Linked DNA regions of Mus musculus: all the other regions are linked to region 1. Evidence: chromatin contacts called from public Hi-C and HiChIP or PLAC-seq data. All regions are on one chromosome and are shown on one strand. The core of a region is the stretch at or near the end of the contact, and the rest is flanking DNA. Distances in the headings are between cores, read along the strand shown. Region 1 holds the start of Zfhx3 (zinc finger homeobox 3). Region 2 has its middle 36 kb from the start of Gm39243. Region 3 has its middle 53 kb from the start of Mir3108.

Region 1 (2,700 bases), core at 15-2,514:
CCAAAATAAATGCTGTACCGGTTCTGGCAGAAGAACAAACCGAAATTAGAGAGCAGCCAGGCCAAGATGATCTCCATAGGTCCCGCCAGCTCTGCCCTGATTCTCTCTTTAATTACTCCCCAAACAGGCACATTCTTCACATTGCTGCAAACTGACCAGCGACTTCTAACACACTCTCACTCTCTCTCTCTCTTTCCTTCATAACCGCCCCCCCCCCCGGCAGCTGAAGGTGTGTTTTAGACCAAAGAATCCAAAGTTCTCAATGGCACCAGTACCCCCAAGTATTAACAAGGTAGGAACTAACCCAAAAGCAGGAGGAGGAGGAGGAGGAGGAGGTCGGGAAGGAAAAGCAAGAGGAGATAGGAGGAAGAACGTACTCTGGTGCCCAGCAGACTCTAAGCCACTCTCTCCCCAGGTAGGTTCCTCCTGGAGTCTAGGAGTTCAAGTGCATCCAAGCCTGCCCTTCCCCCACACGCCCCAAGAGAATGGGAAGTTCAGCCAAGACTCACTCGCAGCACCTGCCTCCAGCGCTAGGCCGGCTGCGAGCGGCGCGGCGGGGGAGGGAGGCTGCACTCACCTGGCACACAAAGCCTCCGTACACCTCAGGAGGAAGGAGGCACTCGGAGGTCCGGGGGCCACCACGCCGGGCAGCGCGACAACGGGAGATTCCAGTGGCAGCGGAGCCCCGAACTTACCCACCCCAGGCGGCATTCTCCCCACCTCCCGCTGCCCCCCGGGCTCGGCGGTGGCGCAGGCTAGGAGCGAGGGGCCTGGCGGCAGGGGCGGGGCGCGCATGGTGGCGGCCCGGGGCTGGCGATCTGCGGGCTGCCCCGGGGAGGGAGGTCCCCCAGGCGCGGCGGGGATTCACCCACGGGGCGCGGCGCTGCGTCCCGGTCCCCGTCCCGGCCTGCCCGCCTCTCTCCTCCTCCTGCGCCGCCCGCTCGCCCGCCCGCCCGCCCGGAATCGCTTTATGTAAATGAAGCTCAACTCGCAGTTTGCAGCGCGCACCGCCCGAGGAAGGGGGGCGGGCGGGGCGGGGGGCCTTCGGGGATCCACATTACACAGCAACAAAGCGGAAGGTTAATTTGAAACTCACAGCCCCGCAGCCTCTCGGCTCCCCGGGCAAAGCCTGACATCTACAGTCGCGCTGGGCGCAGGCCGGGCTGCTCGCGGTGGCCGCGCCCGCGCGCCTGCGGGGACCTGGGGACATAGACGCACAAACACACAGGAGCAGGGCCGGAGCTGCCGGGCCCGGGCTCCCAGCACCAGCCTTGGAGGCGGCCTGGGCCGCACTCGCCTGGGGACAGGAGCCTTGGCTGCCCTGGCCTGCACCAACCCAGGAACCGGCCCGGCAGGAACAAAGCCGCGTCCCCGCGAGGCACTGACCGCACCGCTCATCAAAAGTCAAAGGCCGGCCTGGAAGAAACGGACGCGCCTTCGGCCACCCCCAGTCTCTCCCCCAAAAGAGAAGAACAAGCAGTCGGGGCCTCCGAACCCTGATCCATCAGTCTCTGGGCCCTGTCCACGTCAGAGCCAGGCCACTCTAACATGGGGACTTTAGCCAATGTGGACAGGAATTTATTTGAAACACACACCCATCCTATTAACTGCTTCACAGAGCACTTCTGTTTTTCAGCTGCAGAAACTTACGAAAACATCCCCTACTCACTCACTCTCCATTGAGAGTTTAAGGACAGTTTCTAAGGAGAGGGGGAGAAGAGGAGAGCAAGAAACGACTAGAAAAGGCCAAGCAGCCTGGAACCACCCGCTGTCAGGATCAGGAGACTGCCCTTAGGAGCCACAGAGCATTTCAGACAGGGCAAGAAAGGTGGCCCGGCTCAAGACGATTCTACCACCAGGATCAAACCCAACGGGGCTACCTCGGCTGGTCACAGCGACAGCTGGGCACTTCTAGGTCTCCCAAGGTTCACCTTTGGCGTTCTGTTATGCAAAGGCAGGCCCCCTTGAAATCTCACCGGAAGGCTCCAGTCCTCTCAGACAGAATTCCACCCTCCTCCTAAATCTAGTCTTCATTCCCAGCATAGAAAGACACCTGCTTTTTCTCTTTCTGAAAACCAGCCACCCAGGCTGCCCCCGGCAGCCGCGAGTCTTTTCCTACTGCACAATAATGAACCATGCAAGTGTTAGAAATATAATAAGCTCACCCGGCGAAGAGCAGAATGTATGGAATCGTATTTGCATTAAACACACACTAACAGGGAGGAAAGGGGGAGGCTTGCTTGGTGAAAACTACAGGGCCCCAATGTAGGAAGCATTTTGGTACAATAGAATTCGGTTTCAAATCGATGTAAATACCTAACCTGTTGGGCGCAGTCTGTTACCCTGTCTATATTTTAGCACAAGAAAAAAAAAAAAGATTGCAATCGCCGTCTCCCTTCCCCCACCCCAAGCTAGGACCTTGGGAGAAAAGAGCTGCCTCTGGGGAATCATGTCTGATTAGGGACAAAGGAGGGCAGAGGCCAAATTTAGTCAAACTTGGGGAAGGGGGAGAGCAGGTCTGGGGGGGTTGGGGGAGGATGGGTTTTTGAGCCAGAGTATGGCCTCCATAGACCTGCTTCAGGCTGCCTGACCTCGGGCTCAAGAACAGGTGGTGTTTTCAAAACACACTGTTATTTATGTTAGCCACACGAGTCAGGAACACCTTAAAGAAAACCAATTAATAATTTAATTGAAAAAGTG
Region 2 (2,700 bases), core at 47-2,546, 280 kb after region 1:
ATTTTATGTGTCATTAAAAGAACCTGTAATTGCAGCCATAAGTCTTTCCTGGATCCTTTTAGGAGGAGACACACGTTTTCCCAGACTTGGCTCTGTCTTGGTGACACCCCTTACAACCCTGTGCTAGTACGGCAGGTCTGGGGAGGGAAGACTCCACCAGGAGAGGTGTTGAAGACAGGATTTCCTGGGCTTTCCATGGGGGGGCGTGAGGGGGTTACTCTCAGTAGTGATTACTTCTCCAGCCTTCTGCAGGACTTTGATGCTCTGGAGGGCTGGAGACAGTTGTCATGCACAGATGCATTTCCTACTCAAGAGACATTGCTTGCATAGTGAGCAGGCTTAGGGTTCTAAGCTAGGGGAAGCCACTAGGGAGTTAACTCACCTGTCTGACGGGAAGTATGGGATATCACAGGACTTGCCTACTGATCACTGAAAAGCATGTCACAGAGTTTCTGACTGCATGCTTCGGAAGCGAATGCACAGGCCTGGGCACCAGGATCGAAATCCATTCCCCAGGCCAACCAGAGACCTGACAAGTGGAGGTGCCCAGCTCCGGTAACCTTGTCCACCCATTCAGGAAAGAGAAGTCACACTGGTGACAGACACTGTCCAGAAATACATAAGGATGGCACGTTAGACAGTAATCACTAGGTAACCATCTCAGACAGATGGAAAGAGAGGGGAAAAGCCCAAGAGTCACTATCTTTAAAGAGAACAAGCAGATCTGAGTAATCCAATTTATGGGAGATAAGAGCCTGCTGCTAGTACTGTCCTTTAACTGGACAAACGCCTTCGTTCAAGTGTCAACCCCAATCCGGAAGAGGTCACTGCACTGGGCCTGCTGCCTAATATACTCCTGAATTGGCTGAGTGGCTTTCCGAACAAACACACTGGTCCCACGGAATTGATTTTCAACAGGCCGTATTGGTCCCTAACGTAATTATCCTGCAGCGAGTCAGCTCACAGCAGCCCTTGCATTTAAACGCCGCTGGTCAGCTCAGGAGAGCTGTGGCCGCACCAAGGGGCCCTCTCTAAGCACCGCTGGGGAACCCTCTTCTCTCTCAGCAGCCATCCCCCCCTTCCTAAATCAGTCAGATGGCAGTGGGGGACTTTGTGCTACTTAATCCTAAGTGGGCATCTTGCTCATGAGATGCTGTGGTGACATCAGTCTCTTTTGTCAAGAAATAGCAAGTCCTGGCTGTTTGATAGGCACATTAAACTTACACTAAGGAGTCAAATGGGATACTTTCACACAGCATCCTTGTGGATCCCTCTTCCCTTCTCCAAAGTTCCTTGTCAGTGCCATTCCAGGTAGCTGTGGGTGTCAGGCCAGCCAAGGGCAGGCTAAGGGTGCTGACCTAGCATAGTGTATCTCTTCTTAAGACTGTTACCACATAGTGTGGTACAGGTCCTGGTTAGTCAAGCAGGGCATGCCGTTTCAACTTCCAGCTCATCCTTCCAAACTCTTGTGACCCTCAATGCTGGGAGGCCTGCTATCCAAATGAAATCCTTCCTCTCTGGATGGACCACAGTGAGCTCAAAAGACCCATGATTCCTATTCTACTTATCAGTCTGTCAGCCCCGAGAAATTACATCTTTCTCCCAGTGATGACTTATAGACATCCTTTTTGAAAGAGTTGAGGTCTAAAGCATGCTTGGTGCCTGGCATATTACACTGTGTAGAATACCACTCAGAAACTATGAGGATAGTTGCGTGGTAGTGCTCTGTAATGAGGAAATGGATAGCAAAGAGCAGGGAGAAGTCTGCATTAATATTGCCCCTCTTCCTGTATTTCTTCATCTAAGCCACGCAGTAACAACTGTGTCTGTGGCATTGGGATGTTTTGGGCTAAACCAAGTGCATGCTTGGCAAGTGTTTGGAACCATGCCCAGCATGATGAGAAGTGGTAAGGGGCAAGATCAGTCACTGTCGTGCAGTATAGGGACATTGGACAGAATCAGCCACCCTCAGTCTTTATCTGGGACCTCACCTGTTGTGACATCCTTAGCTTTCTTATCAACCAGAGATGCTACCAAGCCCAGACTTCCTCTAGTTGCCTAGCTCAAGGTGCCTGTGCCTAACTCACAGGTACACCCAAACAATACTGATGTTCTAGAAACCTTGGTCTGGGCTGGGGAGCTGCTGATGGTGAGTCTTAGAGCAGATCCCAGAAGGGACATCCCTGCCTGCTCTGACCTCATTCCAGACAGAATCTACATAGCTATGGCCAGGAGGTCATGGCAGCTGTAGCTATCAGGACATCGATTCTTTAAATTCTCATGAAACGCTGTTCAATTCTCATTAACTTGCTGGAAGCTTTGCCCAGAACTTGATTGTGAAAGACAAGGAAAATATTCTTATCTTAATCAAACTTGAAAAACTCACCACGGGGGTCTATCTTAGTGAGGGCTAAAGGCATTTTGGTTTGCTTCTATGGCTAGAGTCAGGAAAACCAAGGTAGGACCCACATCCGTTTACTTACTCCCTAGGGTTAAACCAGTACCCAGCTTGGTTCAAGTGATAGGTGCTGATTTCAACAAGTGCTGTTATTTCTAGGGGGCCCAGGAGAACAGCCACGTATTATAAAGATGATGGTTCACATAGCATTTTAAGTACACTCCTTGTATTGGTATGTGTAATGACACTCTTATCTCAGGACACTCAACCACATAAGGTCAAAGAGCAGGGCTGAGATCATA
Region 3 (2,700 bases), core at 88-2,587, 280 kb before region 1:
TTCGGCATTAGGGGCTCTGGAGTTGGGCAAAGGCAAGCCAAACCACTTGGACAGACACTTAGCTTGAACCCTGGCTGAAGAAAGATTTAAAAAATAATAATAAGCACAGTAATACTCTACAAAGCAGGTCAGAATCCCACACCTACATGTCAGGAATTACTGAACTCCTAGTCAGTGGTGCAGTGCTGGCCTCTATGGAATTGAGTTCCTGTAGAGTGGTGTGGTGTGCTGGCTGGTATCTTAAGGAAAGCTGTGATTAAAAACCTATATTGGATCTCACACATGGCAATACATAAGGTGTTTGGTTCACATGTGTGTGGTCCATAGGAAGAGACCTAGGGGACTGTAATGGGTCTACATTGAACCTACTTGTGCTTTCTGATCTAGACCATTCTTATTCTGTATGCAGTATCTCTGTCTCGTGGGTTAAAACAGATCACGAGCAAACTACATTTGCGACTTAGTGAGTTTAGCAGTTTTGGACATAGATGTTCAGTGAGGAAACACTCCATCTCTACCAAGGCATCCCCAGAGCCTTGTCTGTAACTGTTGTTAAGAAGCCATATAATTTTATGCTTTAGATCTTCTGATCTTGTTCCAGGGCCCCAGGTTTCACAATGTGCTTCTTTCTATAGAGTATGGTGAACACCCTCTGTGTTTTATCACAGTTGATACCACAATACCCTAGGATCTACTAGAATATTAGGAGTCACATGGCCAGATCATTTGCATGGCAACCTTGAACCACAGCCTTCTATATAGAGCTCTTCTCTGTTCCTGGCCCTGCTCCAAGCTGACAGCATCGCTATTCCCTGCCACATGGACCAGATCAATATTAGTTGTGAAATGTGTGCCCTCTGGAACTTCGAGAGGCCTCCTAACCACGTGACCCCCAGATACTGCAAGCGTGGCCTTTCCTTTCTGACTTCCCACCTCATTTTTCTTTCCTTTCCATAATTTCATCAGCTAGTCCCTCTGTAACGCTGCTAAATAGTGGGGAAACGTGAGCTGCAAAAAACGTCCTGGCTTGATGCATTCTGAAGAGAAAGGGGAGCTCCTTGATGCTAAAAATGCTTCCTGTGGCCATTTGAATTTGCTATTTCTTCTTATATATTTTCATGGTGTAATGTGGGTGTGTGCGCGTGTGTGCATGTGTGTGTTATGGTATGTGTGCACTTTGTTGGTGTAGGTGTACATATAGAATCCATGTGGAGACCAGCGGTAGACCAAATATCTTCCCTCAATTGGTTTCTACCTTTGTATTTTGAGACAGGGTTTCTCACTGAATCTGAAACTGGCTCTCTGGTCAGTGAGCTTCAGGAATCTCCCTGTCTCTAGCCCTGCCCCACACCCTCCAGTGCTGGTGTTTACAGGCGAGTGGCACCATAGCCAGCTTGATGGTTATTTGTACTTTCCTTAAAGTATGAATGGAGAGACGGCTTTTGATTGGGAGCATTTGTGCCCTGGCAGAGGACCTGAGTTCTAGCCCCAGCATTTAAATGGTGACTCGTAACTGTGTATAACTAGTTCCAGGTGCTCCAGCACCATGGCTGACCTCTGAGTGTACCAGGAACCCAGATGGTTCGAATGCACACATGCAAATAAAACACCCAGACACAATAAATAAATCTAAAATCTTTTAAAAGATACGCTCCAAGAATGCTTTCAAATTTCCAGAGCTAGGCAGAGAAACCCTTAGCATTGGTTATTTAATTCCTCTTAATGTTGTTGTTTCCCTCCTTCCATTCTTCCTATTTATTGATTCATCTTTCCTACCTCTTTTTAGGCTTCTCAGCTAAACATTCTGTTGGCACCATACAGTTTCTCAAATTGGAAAGTTAAACTTTCACTTCCACACAAATAACTTCTAAATTAGTACAGATATTCTTATATTTTCGCTGGACACTGCAGTTATCTTACAGGACATAAATGTGTGCCTTTATTTATTTATTTATTTATTTATTTTTATTGGTAGAAGTTTTTAGAATTATATAACTTGGGTTTGATTTCCTTTGTCTTAGAATTGTTAAGAAAGTTGTTAAAAACAAAACAAAACAAAAACATTACCACCAGAACCCTTCAATGGTGACCAATACCTTTCATTCCAGCACTCTGGAGGCAGAGGCAGGCAGATCTCTGTGAGTTCAAGGCCAGCCTGGTGTACAGAGTGAGTTCCAGGTTATTCAGAGCTCCATAGTGAGATCCTGTCTCAAACAAGAAGGAAGGAAAGGAAGGAAAGAAAGGAAGAAAAAAAGAAAGAAACTATAGCCAAGGTACCTTGCCTATTTGACTAGAAGATCTTATCTATACCACTTCTCTTTGAATTTTATTAATTTTTCCTAGCCTAATCATAATAGAATTAGCTTTTGTGAATGGTCCAAGACATTATACTATAAAAGACAATATATTGTGTACATATATAACAATATGTACATGTTACATGCATACTGAAAATAAATACAATGAGTTAAGTATGCATGGTAGCTATATTAGTTCTATTGCTTATATAACAAATTAACCCAACTTAGAAATATAAAATAACACTATTCATTATTTTATAGGGGTGTTTGGTTGGTTGGTTGGGCAGCTTTGCACTATGATTCCAGGCTCAAGCTAGTTATGTTCCCTGGGTGAGAATCTTTCACAAAGATGTAGCTAAGGTATTGTAGCCCTAAGGCTGAGCTGTAGAGAAATGCCTCG

The links. A called contact is a pair of places that touch in the nucleus more often than the background predicts. HiChIP or PLAC-seq counts read pairs in DNA pulled down with a chosen protein or histone mark.
Region 2: a contact with region 1 is called in a Hi-C map of the N1E-115 cell line, with 6 times the contacts expected there. The contact joins the enhancer-like site here to the promoter of Zfhx3 in region 1. A contact is called at or near these places in 1 of 484 Hi-C or Micro-C datasets (the N1E-115 cell line) and 5 of 115 datasets of contacts at active chromatin or transcription factors (differentiating embryonic stem cells, embryonic basal ganglia, embryonic forebrain and 2 more).
Region 3: a contact with region 1 is called in an H3K27ac HiChIP or PLAC-seq map of hepatocytes, with 5 times the contacts expected there. The contact joins the enhancer-like site here to the promoter of Zfhx3 in region 1. A contact is called at or near these places in 1 of 39 promoter capture datasets (liver), 3 of 484 Hi-C or Micro-C datasets (all in liver) and 3 of 115 datasets of contacts at active chromatin or transcription factors (bone marrow-derived macrophages, hepatocytes and neural tube).

Annotation. Positions count from the first base shown.
Region 1 is chr8:108,713,208-108,715,907 of GRCm38.p6, reverse strand. It overlaps Zfhx3 (zinc finger homeobox 3), which reads right to left and starts at 1,264. Exons shown (of 10, transcript NM_007496.2): 1 at 578-1,264.
Region 2 is chr8:108,434,662-108,437,361 of GRCm38.p6, reverse strand. It overlaps a transcript of Zfhx3 not described here. Among named protein-coding and RNA genes, the nearest start is that of Gm39243, 36 kb to the left of the region's middle. Within about 2 kb of position 1,296, at least 1 of the 459 cell types and tissues checked has an H3K27ac peak or open chromatin away from gene starts, as enhancers often do. A contact at or near this core is called in the N1E-115 cell line, where this site is marked.
Region 3 is chr8:108,988,843-108,991,542 of GRCm38.p6, reverse strand. No RefSeq gene overlaps it. Among named protein-coding and RNA genes, the nearest start is that of Mir3108, 53 kb to the right of the region's middle. Within about 2 kb of position 1,337, at least 8 of the 459 cell types and tissues checked have an H3K27ac peak or open chromatin away from gene starts, as enhancers often do. A contact at or near this core is called in hepatocytes and liver, where this site is marked.